2 separate regions of the Anser cygnoides genome follow, and region 2 is linked to region 1. Evidence: chromatin contacts called from public Hi-C data. All regions are on one chromosome and are shown on one strand. The core of a region is the stretch at or near the end of the contact, and the rest is flanking DNA. Distances in the headings are between cores, read along the strand shown.

Region 1 (2,700 bases), core at 36-2,535:
GATGGTTTGAAACTTCATCACAGGACTGCCAAGTTCTCTGCAGTGCCACAGATGCGGGCAATCCTGTTAAAAATAACCTTCTGAAAAGACATGACCAAGCAAAACACCCAAGTGTATGAAAATTGGAAAATCAGGGAACCTGAGTTCTGTAAGGTTGCTTTGAAATAACTGCAGGATTAAGAGCACAGAGCTTAACGTTAGGCCTCAAATACTTACAAAATTACAGAGTTTTTCTCTTTGTCATTTCTTGGCATTGGCTCAGGGCAAAGAGGATACCCAGCTACCAGCGTGTCAGTGTGTACCTTCATACCACACTGAGATTTCCATTTCTGTGCAGAGTGAACCCGTCGAGATGGAGAATAAGTCCCCAAACAGTCTCTTGGCTGGGTTTTCCAAGCTAAAAGCTCTTTGCTCTAAATGGGTGATGTGAACAGCTCCCGGAAGGTGTCTTTTGTGGATACGGAAATGGCAAAGGATCTTTAAGAGTAATTAAAAAATAATATTTTTTATATATTGCTCCCTTTTACTTTGCTAAATGTGTTTTAGGTTGGAAAGTTCACTAAAGGTACAAGATGTTTTGAACCCTTTGATTTCCAAATTCACCTCAGGGAAAGAGAAGTCTAGCAAGCCTGGTCGTTTTACCCTGTGGGAATGGAGGAAATTATGTATCAGCATTGTTAGGCAGGATGAAAACGCAGAAACTCGTGCCTAAAAGACACAGAAGATCCGGGAAGGATTTTGGTATGCTGCAGTACATAGAAATATTCACACTTTGGTAGTGATTTAGAGCTGGCTATGAGATGGATAAAGCGCCAGCCTGCAGGCAGATGTTGGGAGAAGACTTTTAGGTACATCATTGCACATGCATGCTAATTTTAAATGCCCTCGTATAGTATGATGCAACATATGGATGCTGTAGCATACATGATGTGGTTAAATCCTTACTGGGGACAGCCTACAGATGGTAGGCTTAATGCGCTACTCCACAACATTTCAGAGGAGCATGGTGAGGCAGATTAATAACGCGGGCACAGTGACAGGATTACAGAAAGCTTTTATTACACCCCCACATGCCACCAAGGTTTTGTGACAGCGTGACGGCGCCTGCCGTGCTCCTCAGGCACCCGGCATAGGGACGAAGCCCTCACGACGATGTCGCTGTTCTTCGGGGAGCACGGACCAGCGTGCGACAGGCCGTGCTCAGCGCCGGGGGCTCCCCGCTCGGGCCTCTCACCATGCGAACAGCCACCATGACGGGGCGGCCACCATGACAGGGCGGTGCTATGCCGGGGCGGCGCCATTAGGGGGCGGCGGGCCGGAAGTGCGCAGCGCCGGGGGGGCCGCCATTACGGGGAGCCGAGCAGGCCGCGGCCCCGGCCCCCGGCGGGCAGCGCCGCCGCCATGGAGGAGAAGGGGTTCACCAAGGAGCTGGACCAGTGGATCGAGCAGCTCAACGAGTGCCGGCAGCTGAGCGAGAGCCAGGTCCGCAGCCTCTGCGAGGAGGTGAGCGGGGCAGGGCTGCGGCGGGGGCGGCTGGAGGTTGGGGCGGGCGGGAGGGAGGGAGCAGCTGAGGCCAAAGGGGCCGAAAATGGGGGCGTGGGGGGGGGGAAGGGGAGCGAGGCGCGCTGAGACGGCGGCCCTGAATCCCCCGACGCCGGGAGGAGGGCTGCGGGCACCTGACGAGGGGCCGAGCAGGGCCGGGGTGGTGGGGAAGTCGTGCTGCTGACCTGACCGGGCTTGCACGCTGCTGGAGGGGTAAAGAGCAGGGAACGGCTGGGAGAAGGACGTGGTTCTGGTTGGGACAGGCCTTTGGCGGATCGCTGGTTGGGTGCGTTCGGTGCACGCTGTTAAAGAGCCTTTTTTGCCTGTCAGGAGGCAAGTCATGATGGATTTTTCTTTATAAGTTAAATGCCTGTGTGTGAATGCTCCCTCAGTTCTGCAATCTATGACAAAGTTAGGGTTTTCTTTGGACTTAGATCAAGACTGAAGAATTGAAGTAGGCTTCTTCACAATATGGTAGCAAAGATTGTCCTTTCTGTTTGCTTCCTATCTCAGCAACCAACAGAGACCACTGCCACGCACCAGACAGTCCAGAGAACCTCTTTGCTTCCTTTCCCAGACCAGCTAATAGCTGTCAGGCACAGGAGGTAGAGCAGTTAGCTCAGCGTTCCCTTTAGCATCACGTCGCTTATGGCGAGGTTGGCGTTGTCATGCTGTTACTTGTGCATCTTGCTCGGTTTTCTCAGAAGCAAATCATCTTTTCTGATGCTCCTTCTTGGCAATGCGTTTTGGCCAGTGACTGAACACCTTGATGCCAGCTTTCAGAAGACGCAGGTATTTCCTTTTCTCAGGTCTTTGAACAGCAGAAAGGGTCCACACGGCCACCCCGTAACGTGCCAGGGGTACTCTTTGGAAAGGTGGGAGCTGTTTGGATGTCACAGGCAGGGAGATGCTCTAGGACTCCAGGCTGTGGCTTCCTGGCAAATGCTTTTGCCAGCAGTCCTGACTTCCTAGCTGGGCCTTCCAATCTCTGTTTCCTTTATCCTGTTCCCTTTTTTGTTTTTTTTTACCCATGCTGGGACTGTCCATTTGCTTTAAAGGCTTTTTCTCTGCTTGCAGAGCTGTGTCAGCTCTGAGGGACTTGTGGTGAGGAGGGCTGGTGCTGCAGCAGGAAGCAACAGCAGTCGCTTGAGGAGTAGA
Region 2 (2,700 bases), core at 17-2,516, 55 kb before region 1:
CGCACCACAAAGCACATTGAGTTTAGTCAGTTCAGACACAACTTTTTCTGTGGCCTTTTTTGAAGGGCAGTAGATGATGGTAGGGCCTTCAAACTCATACTCAGAACTGCTAAAAGTGATAGCAACATGTTAAAATGCAGAACAGATGAAGTGACCCTTTGGCAAAAACTCCGCTTCACTCTAATTGAAAAAGCAACGTAGCTTTCTGCAGCAATTCATCATTCTGAAGATTTAAACAGATCAGATTATACGTTGTTATGCAGAGATAATATCACAATTAGAACGAAATGTCATCACTATATACTGAAGTAACGCAGATTAAAGCCAGCTTAGCATCTTCCCACAGAGCCATTGTATCAAACATATTTGTGCTCCTAGGCTGCACACAGCTTTCTGTGCTTGAGACTGATCTCCAGACTTCACAGCACGCGAAGAGTTTGCCAATGAGCTCTTTGCAAAGCAAGAAAGAGGAGGCATTTCGACCCTTTTACAAAAACGCAGTACTTCAAGTTGTCTGTCCTTTGGAAAAGCAGACTTGGAAGTCTTGTGTCTCTTGCAAAAGAGATTATTTTGGTCTGTGCTGGAGAAGTAGCAGCATAAGGCCTTCCAGGTTCCCAAAAGTCATCGGGAAACGAACTTCTACAGATGCTACTTAAAGGGTCTACATTTATATAACAACATACAAATGAGCTATGAGATTTATTTATATTGTTGTAGAATCAGACATTGTAACTTGTGACAAGGAGACGGAAGTGGCAGGAAACCCACTCTTGTGGGTATACTGGTGGGTCTGCTAACAGAGAAAGACTGCAATTCTTCTTCTGCTAGATTAGCCTCCTCAGAAAAAAATACCACAAAAATCTTATTTTATATTAGTTATCAACTCACGTATTATGGACACTGTTGTTTAGGTAGGAAACCACCAGCTAATATACCACTCTCATTCTAACTGCGCTAGTGTGCTGGCAGGTCTCCTGAGCATAAAACGATCTTGAAAATCCTACAGTCAAAAATCCTACAGTCAGCAACATGCAAACAGTGGGACACCACCATTCTTTGCCTCAAACCTTTTTTAAACTAGGGAAGGAAGATGAGGGACAAGGGGGAGAACGTGATGAATGACTAGCGTGATATCAGACAAGCTAGGGAGAGAGCCCAGACACTTCCTCACCAGATCATTTGAAGACTGGTACCAGTTTTTTTGTACACCCTACTGATACCTTAGTACTTAATAGATTTATATCTGACAGAACAACACAAAACAGGCTTAAATCCTTACCTTCCTTTCCTAGTAAGGAACTGCTTCAAATCCCTAAGGATATTTCCACTCTGTCGTCCAACTTCTAAGTACAGGTTCGGTCTGTCAAAGCTTGTACATGTGACCAGGGGATTCTTCAGGTTCAGGCAATTCACTATGTCTTCTCTAATTGAGGGACTTGCAGTGGCAGTTAAAGCAACAATGGGAACCTGAAATAAAAAGACAACAGAAGTCCAATACCTCTCAATGATTTAAGATCACAAGTCAAAACTGATTAGCATGTAAACAGGCACTTTAGTCTGATTATGTTCATTGGATCAGCTCAGCTATTTGGAAAGCAGTTAATATTTAGCCTCCTGGAGCTCTGTCTACCCTCCTTAACGGTGTAGACCATCGACAGAACATTTAATGTACAGAGACTTCTTAATTCCTGTCTTTAGTTGCATCTTTGTGAGTCTGCAGCTATTTTCTGATGTGGTTGGCTAAGGTTAGGGAACACGTAGGGAAAATTTTCAAGAATAGGATCTGAAGTTCAGGTCTAAGTTTTGGAGTTTATGCAATAAATGCTTCCGGAATGCATTTGGAAGTTATAACTGTTTGTCCTTGCAAGTAAACCAGGAGCTTAGGATCGACACCTTTCAGCACACAGGGATCCAACAAAAGTAATTATTTTTCAGAAGTTTTGGCAGTCCAGGTTCGGAATATCCTCTCTTTAAAGATTTGGAAAAAAGATCAAAACCACAATGAAGTTCATTCACTAGCAAGGACTTGCACAAGCTCCCAAAAACAGCACGGTAAGTACTCCCAAAGAGTAACATCAAGCGATGAAATGTCAAGCTACTGTGTGAAATTAAGTTGTAATTAAGCACCTCCGAAAACCTTACCGTTGGCAGAGCCTTCTTTAGTGAGCCTAAGGTTCTGAAGGAATTTCTGAAGTCGTGGCCCCATTCAGAAATGCAGTGAGCTTCGTCAACAGCTATAAGGGCAATACCTGGTGGGGACAGAACCACAGCATGGACGCAATACTTACATGGCAAATAAACCAACATGGGAAGTTACAAAATACTAACACCATATTCTGTTCAATTTCCTCAAAAAGCACCGGTGTGCTTTCATTCTTGTTTCTGGGATGTCTTCTGCTGTAAGGACTCGCCAAACCAATTTTTATATAGGCTTGCTTTTTGTACAAAGTAGATGAAACAGCTCTAACAGATTCCCCCCCACACGCTTCTCCTTCCTTATCCAAGCTTCAAGTCTCCAACACATCTCCTACAAGGGGGTAAATTCTTAAGCTATTACTGATGGTTATGCCCTTTTTTACTCCCCTTTCCAAACTGCCTTACTACTTGTCAAAAACGCTGTTTACAGATGTCACCAGTTTCCTGGATTGTAAAACAAAGCCTGAGAATCTCAGGACTGTATTGAGGAAATAAATATAAGTT

Evidence for each region. A called contact is a pair of places that touch in the nucleus more often than the background predicts.
Region 2: a Hi-C map of liver shows a contact between it and region 1, with 14 times the contacts expected there. The contact joins the enhancer-like site here to the promoter of PPP2CB in region 1. A contact is called at or near these places in 2 of 7 Hi-C or Micro-C datasets (both in liver).

Annotation. Positions count from the first base shown.
Region 1 is chr4:63,649,266-63,651,965 of Taihu_goose_T2T_genome, reverse strand. It overlaps PPP2CB (protein phosphatase 2 catalytic subunit beta), which reads left to right and starts at 1,285. Exons shown (of 7, transcript XM_048049715.2): 1 at 1,285-1,503. The coding sequence starts at 1,402.
Region 2 is chr4:63,704,372-63,707,071 of Taihu_goose_T2T_genome, reverse strand. WRN (WRN RecQ like helicase) reads right to left here. Exons shown (of 34, transcript XM_066996287.1): 16 at 2,143-2,249; 17 at 1,280-1,467; 18 at 1-109. Among named protein-coding and RNA genes, the nearest start is that of WRN, 21 kb to the right of the region's middle. Within about 2 kb of position 1,266, at least 1 of the 3 cell types and tissues checked has open chromatin away from gene starts, as enhancers often do. A contact at or near this core is called in liver, where this site is marked.